Linked DNA regions of Rattus norvegicus: region 1 is linked to region 2. The links are chromatin contacts, called in public Hi-C maps. All regions are on one chromosome and are shown on one strand. Each heading gives the region's core, a stretch centred on a gene start, on an enhancer-like site or on the middle of the called end of the contact. The rest is flanking DNA. Distances are from core to core; before and after follow the strand shown. Region 1 has its middle 460 kb from the start of Rfpl4b. Region 2 holds the start of Marcks (myristoylated alanine rich protein kinase C substrate).

Evidence for each region. Hi-C and Micro-C count contacts between places; a contact is called where the count stands out from the background.
Region 1: a Hi-C map of Schwann cells shows a contact between it and region 2, with 6 times the contacts expected there. The contact joins the enhancer-like site here to the promoter of Marcks in region 2. A contact is called at or near these places in 5 of 12 Hi-C or Micro-C datasets (the A7r5 cell line, Schwann cells, frontal cortex and 2 more) and 1 of 1 datasets of contacts at active chromatin or transcription factors (oligodendrocytes).

What each region holds. Positions count from the first base shown.
Region 1 is chr20:43,350,289-43,352,988 of GRCr8, forward strand. No RefSeq gene overlaps it. Among named protein-coding and RNA genes, the nearest start is that of Rfpl4b, 460 kb to the right of the region's middle. Within about 2 kb of position 1,438, at least 3 of the 93 cell types and tissues checked have an H3K27ac peak or open chromatin away from gene starts, as enhancers often do. A contact at or near this core is called in the A7r5 cell line and Schwann cells, where this site is marked.
Region 2 is chr20:42,244,564-42,247,263 of GRCr8, forward strand. Marcks (myristoylated alanine rich protein kinase C substrate) reads right to left here and starts at 1,319. Exons shown (of 2, transcript NM_001271090.3): 1 at 836-1,319. The coding sequence starts at 937.

The sequences.
Region 1 (2,700 bases), core at 188-2,687, 1.1 Mb after region 2:
CAGAAGCTGGAAAGAACCCAGATGCCCTTCAACAGAGGAATGGATACAGAAAATGTGGTACATCTACACAATGGAATATTACTCAGCTATCAAAAACAACGACTTTATGAAATTCATAGGCAAATGGCTGGAACTGGAAAATATCATCCTGAGTGAGCTAACCCAAACACAGAAAGACATACATGGTATGCACTCACTGATAAGTGGCTATTAGCCCAAATGCTTGAATTACCCTAAATGCCTAGAACAAATGAAACTCAAGACAGATGATCAAAATGTGAATGGTTCACTCCTTCTTTAAAAGGGGAACAAGAATACCCTTGGCAGGGAAGAGAGAGGCAAAGATTAAAACAGAGACTGAAGGAACACCCATTCAGAGTCTGCCCCACATGTGGCCCATGCATATACAGCCATCCAATTAGACAAGATGGATGAAGCAAAGAAGTGCAGACCAACAGGAGCCGGATGTAGATCGCTCCTGAGAGACACAGTCAGAATACAGCAAATACAGAGGCGAATGCCAACAGCAAACCACTGAACTGAGAATAGGACCCCCGTTGAAGGAATCAGAGAAAGAACTGGAAGATCTTGAAGGGGCTCGAGACCCCATATGTACAACAATGCCAAGCAACCAGAGCTTCCAGGGACTAAGTCACTACCTAAAGACTATACATGGACTGACCCTGGACTGACCTCATAGGTAGCAATGAATATCCTAGTAAGAGCACCAGTGGAAGGGGAAGCCCTGGGTCCTGCTAAGACTGAACCCCCAGTGAACTAGACTGTTGGGGGGAGGGGGACAATGGGGGGAGGGTGGGGAGGGGAACACCGATAAGAAAGGGGAGGGGGGAGGGGGATGTTTGCCCGGAAACTGGGAAAGGGAATAACACTCGAAATGTATATAAGAAATACTCAAGTTAATAATAAAAAAAATATGTAAAGAAATAAAATAAGCTCTCAAAGATTGCACTGCTTTATATGATTAAAGAAAACAAGTAGTTTATAATTGGAAAATTTAACTCATGAACACTTACAACTTGTAATTTTAAAGAGTCATGCAGTATGGGATGAGCTAAACAGAAATACTGTCCTCGATAGGCAATAATAACACATTGATTTTCCCATGCACATACAAATCAAATGTAGATCACTCTTTAAGTATGTTCTTTGTTGGAAGTCCTTAATGTTTAATGTCTTTGTGCAAAATAATGTTAAAGAAAACAAATGCGATATTGAGAAAAATGCCTGTGAATGAAGTTATTCTGAGTAATAACTCTTGTCTCTGTAGGATTCCGGATCCCAGGATTTCATGATGAAGAGGTCCTTTAAAACACTTCTGCCTTTTCAAGAAGGTTGAATTCTTAGACATGACCCAAAATGCTCCACATACCTGCAAACTGAGAACAGGACTCATCATCCAGCAGGAATGCACAGAAACAAGGCGCAGGGAAAGAAAACACATGGCATTTCACATCGCACATCATGAAGCTGACTCGCTTTTTGTATTCCAAAAAATTCCAGACTTTTAAAAATCAAAAGGTCTGAAACAACATTAGAACTCCCAAGGGGGTTTCAAACTTCTCTCTATTCTGTCGTATGACTTAGTTCAAAAAGAGAAAATGGATGATTATGTGGTTAATCCTTGAGTCAAATTTCGCTTCGATCCAGCCCCAATTTTGTACACGGAAAGAAAAAGAAAAGAAAAATGACAGGCACTTTCATTTAGCAGATATGATTGACCATTAAAAACTCAAGAAAGGAATTATACATTATTTATATTATAATAGGAAAATTGTCACAAATATATGCAAGCCCTCTCTCTTCAGGCTATGATGAATTTTTCTAATGAAGTGTTCAAATGCATTTGAAGACACAACACTACAGTCATAACCTTGAAACATGAGTTTGGGCTCTTGTATGCTGGATTCTCAGTCACTGGCTTTGGGTTCTACATTACAGAAGGCTGAGCTTATAAGAGATGTCAAGTTCAGAAGGTTGATTATCAGAACCTGCCTTCGGCATATCACCTTTCAAGACCAAGGAGGGAATACCAGCCTATTCTGTTGTCTGCCCTCCTCAAAGGGCAGTTTACAAAGTTTAACTGAATCTGGCAGTAGATTTACCATAGGAAAATAAGAGACTCTCTTGAAGAATTATTTGTTTTACCCCTTAAAGAAATTCTAGAAAACTTACTTATCCCAGAAAGTTTCTGGGAAATGGTTTCTTCTATTGAATGATAAGAAATTATGTTGATTCCTTTCTTTATTCCTTCACATAAGTTAGATGAAATAGAAGTGCAAAGAGTAACTCAAATTTTGTGTAGTTTCTTAGGTATCTGGATATTTTTAAAGTAACATTTTTTTTCTTTTCATTATTACTCAGTTCACACTTAATGCATATGTTCTTTTCTGATAGACTATAAAGAAAAAAATCTTTCTTCATGAAGATCAAGAATTAAATAGAATATACCACCACTTACTGTTTCTCCAATTCTTCCCCAATGGTTCAACTAAAAATAATCCTCTCCTTGAAATTCATTTATTTTCAGAACACTTTCATATTGTCCTCTGTTTCTCAGAAACCATGGAAATTTAAAGTTACTAGGGTCATCACCCCTATCCCCAAAGTCTTGTTGTAATTGTAGAACTCATTCAAAAGTTGCCAAAACATTTAATTAAATATATTCATAGTACAGATTCA
Region 2 (2,700 bases), core at 69-2,568:
ACCCATGGCCGACCTCTTGAGCCCACCCAACCATGGCTCTCTGCCTGGGTCGCAGCAGCACTAGGGCAATTCTCGAGGGTGGCCGAGGTGCCATTCACAGGAACGGTCCAGACCAAAACACCAAAACTGCTCCCCTCTTGGTAGGCAGGAAAGGGTCTTCAAAAACCTACTGAGTATTCCCACCACACCAGGATAGCATTTAAAAAGTCATATGGGTGTGTAATTACACAGCTACCAAAGGGGGGGGGCATCGGAAAGGCACTTGGAAAAGCTGCCTGTCCAGCTCTAACCAGCCACCTTTCCAAGAAACCCGAGGCATACTGCCTCTGGATACAATAAGACAAGCCTTCTCTCTCTGCTTGGCTTTCTCCACCGCCATCCACGTTGGCTCCCCCCTTCCTACCCACATACACACACGCGCGCGCACACACACAACCACACCAGAAATCTCAAAGACGACCCAATCTCGACAATAAATACGTGAGCCACCCAAACACTGCTGTGGCCCCAAATGCAAATGCAACCTGGAGGGGCGTTGGGGGGGGTGTGCATCTAACTAGTCACGTTCAGCCAATTTCCAAACCACGCCATTTTAGGCGATTTATCACTCTTCCTCCGGTCTACTCAAGAATTCGCCAGGATCCTTAGGAACCACTCCTTTGGTTCTTATGAAAAATTGACAATTTAGGCTATCGTTACCCATTCAACTTTCAGACTAGGATCTGGCCACGCTCCCCTCCCCGGAATGCATCTCGGGCGCGACCAGAGGGAAGGCGAGGCGTCCAGATTAGAGAAAGACACCCAAGAAATGCCCAGAACCACAGGTAGAATTTACCTGCCCATTTGCTTTGGAAGGCGACGAGGCCACAGCCGCCTCCCCGGGCCTCTCAGCGGCGGCTTCTCCCTTCGCTGCGGTCTTGGAGAACTGTGCACCCATGCTGGCTTCTTCAACAAAGAAACTCAACAGATCCAAGAGAGGAAACAAAGAGCCTTGGGTTGGTGTAACGACGGGGCGAGCAGCAGCAGCGGCGGCAGCAGCAACAGCGGCGGCGGCACACACACCGGAGGGAGGGGGTGGGGGTGACGAGGAGGACAGAAGAGACCCGATTAAATACACTCCGGATAAAAAATTTTTAGTCGAAGAGATCAAAAAGCAGCAGCGCAGGAAGGAGGGAAAAAGGTGGAAAAGTCGAGCACAAAAAAGGAGCCCAAGTGTAGTTTTTTAAAAAAAGAAGTAATAAAAAAAAATCCCAGATTTGTAGCCGCACTGTAGACAAGAGGAAAATGGAGAAATCTCCCTGGTTGCTAATAAGATGCGGGGTCCAACGCCCAAGTGCACAGATGAATGGGCTCGCGGGCGCTGACGCGGCCCCCGCGCGCGCTGGCCAATCCGCGCGCCGCACACAAAGCAGGAGGCGGGGCCTGCGCTCCGGGCGAACAATGGAGCCGCGCTTTGCAAACGGTTTGAAAAATCAGCCTCAGACCGAGAATTAATGTCCTCCAAATAAATAAATCAATTAAAAATTACGTGCTTCTCGTCTCCCTCGGCCAGAAAATAATAATGCATTTCTTGATTGGCTTGCTTTGTTTGGAATTAATTAACACGGGAGGGGGTACTTATGGATGGGGGCGGAGAAAGCCTTAACTTGACTCGCATTGACTCTTGCTGGTCTATATCCGCGTCTGTCTCTAGCCACTCTCTCCCCTCCCCCATCTTCTCTGTGTGTTTACGTGTATAAGTGTGTACGCGAGTGTTAAAGACAATGGATAGGATTTGTGTGCTAGCAGCTTTTTTTTTCCCTCCGCGTTTCATAAGGGTTTCACAGTGCGCAAGGATTTTGGGGGTTTTGTTTGTTTTTTTCTTTCTTTAAACTGCTGCAATTGGTAAATCGTCCCACACTGAAAGGTATTTAAACCACGAAGATCGAATTTCACCTAGCGAGATCTCCAGTTGGAATTAGGTCTGTAGGCCAGATGTGGGAAATGCAAAAGCAGCAAACAGCCTAAGCCATGCTTCTTCCTTTCTCCCAGAGGCGTGAAATAAAATATTTTAAAAATGTTCCTTGGAGCGCTTCAAATCGCGTCTCTCCGGCTATTCCAATTAGCGATCACTTTTCTAAAAAACACAGTGAGGACCATTTGCAGAAGATCGAAACTCGCTAGCATGTTACCGCTGTATGAAACGACATAATTAATTTCCCTCTGTGGTAAAACGAGACGGAGCCTTGAGTGTACGAATCCATATTTACAGTTGGGAGACAGCTACTCTCGTCGACATGAGTTGTTTTCCCAGCTTGCTGCCAACAGCGGAGGGACTCTCATTTTGAACTTGTCCGTGCACAGCATCAAGTGTGCTCCAGGAAGAGAGGCAGCAGCGAGGAAAGTCTACTGAGTCCTAGTCTCAGAAGAAATCGCCTGCACTGTTGAGAGACAGCAAGAAAATCCCTGGAGACTCCACGTCTAACCCAGGCTAAGGCTCTACAGCGGTGTGTAGGATATCTCTCTCGTTCACTACAACCCTTACCACCAGACGCTTTTAGTGTGTGAGAGAGCAGGCGTTGATTTAATGTATCTGGAAGGGAGAAGGGATAGAGGACGCAACTTAATACACATTCATCTACCACCCATATTTTCGCTCATGAGAAAATCCAAACCATCTTTCGGCGTTTGCATTTAATGACTGTGCAACGTGAACGATGG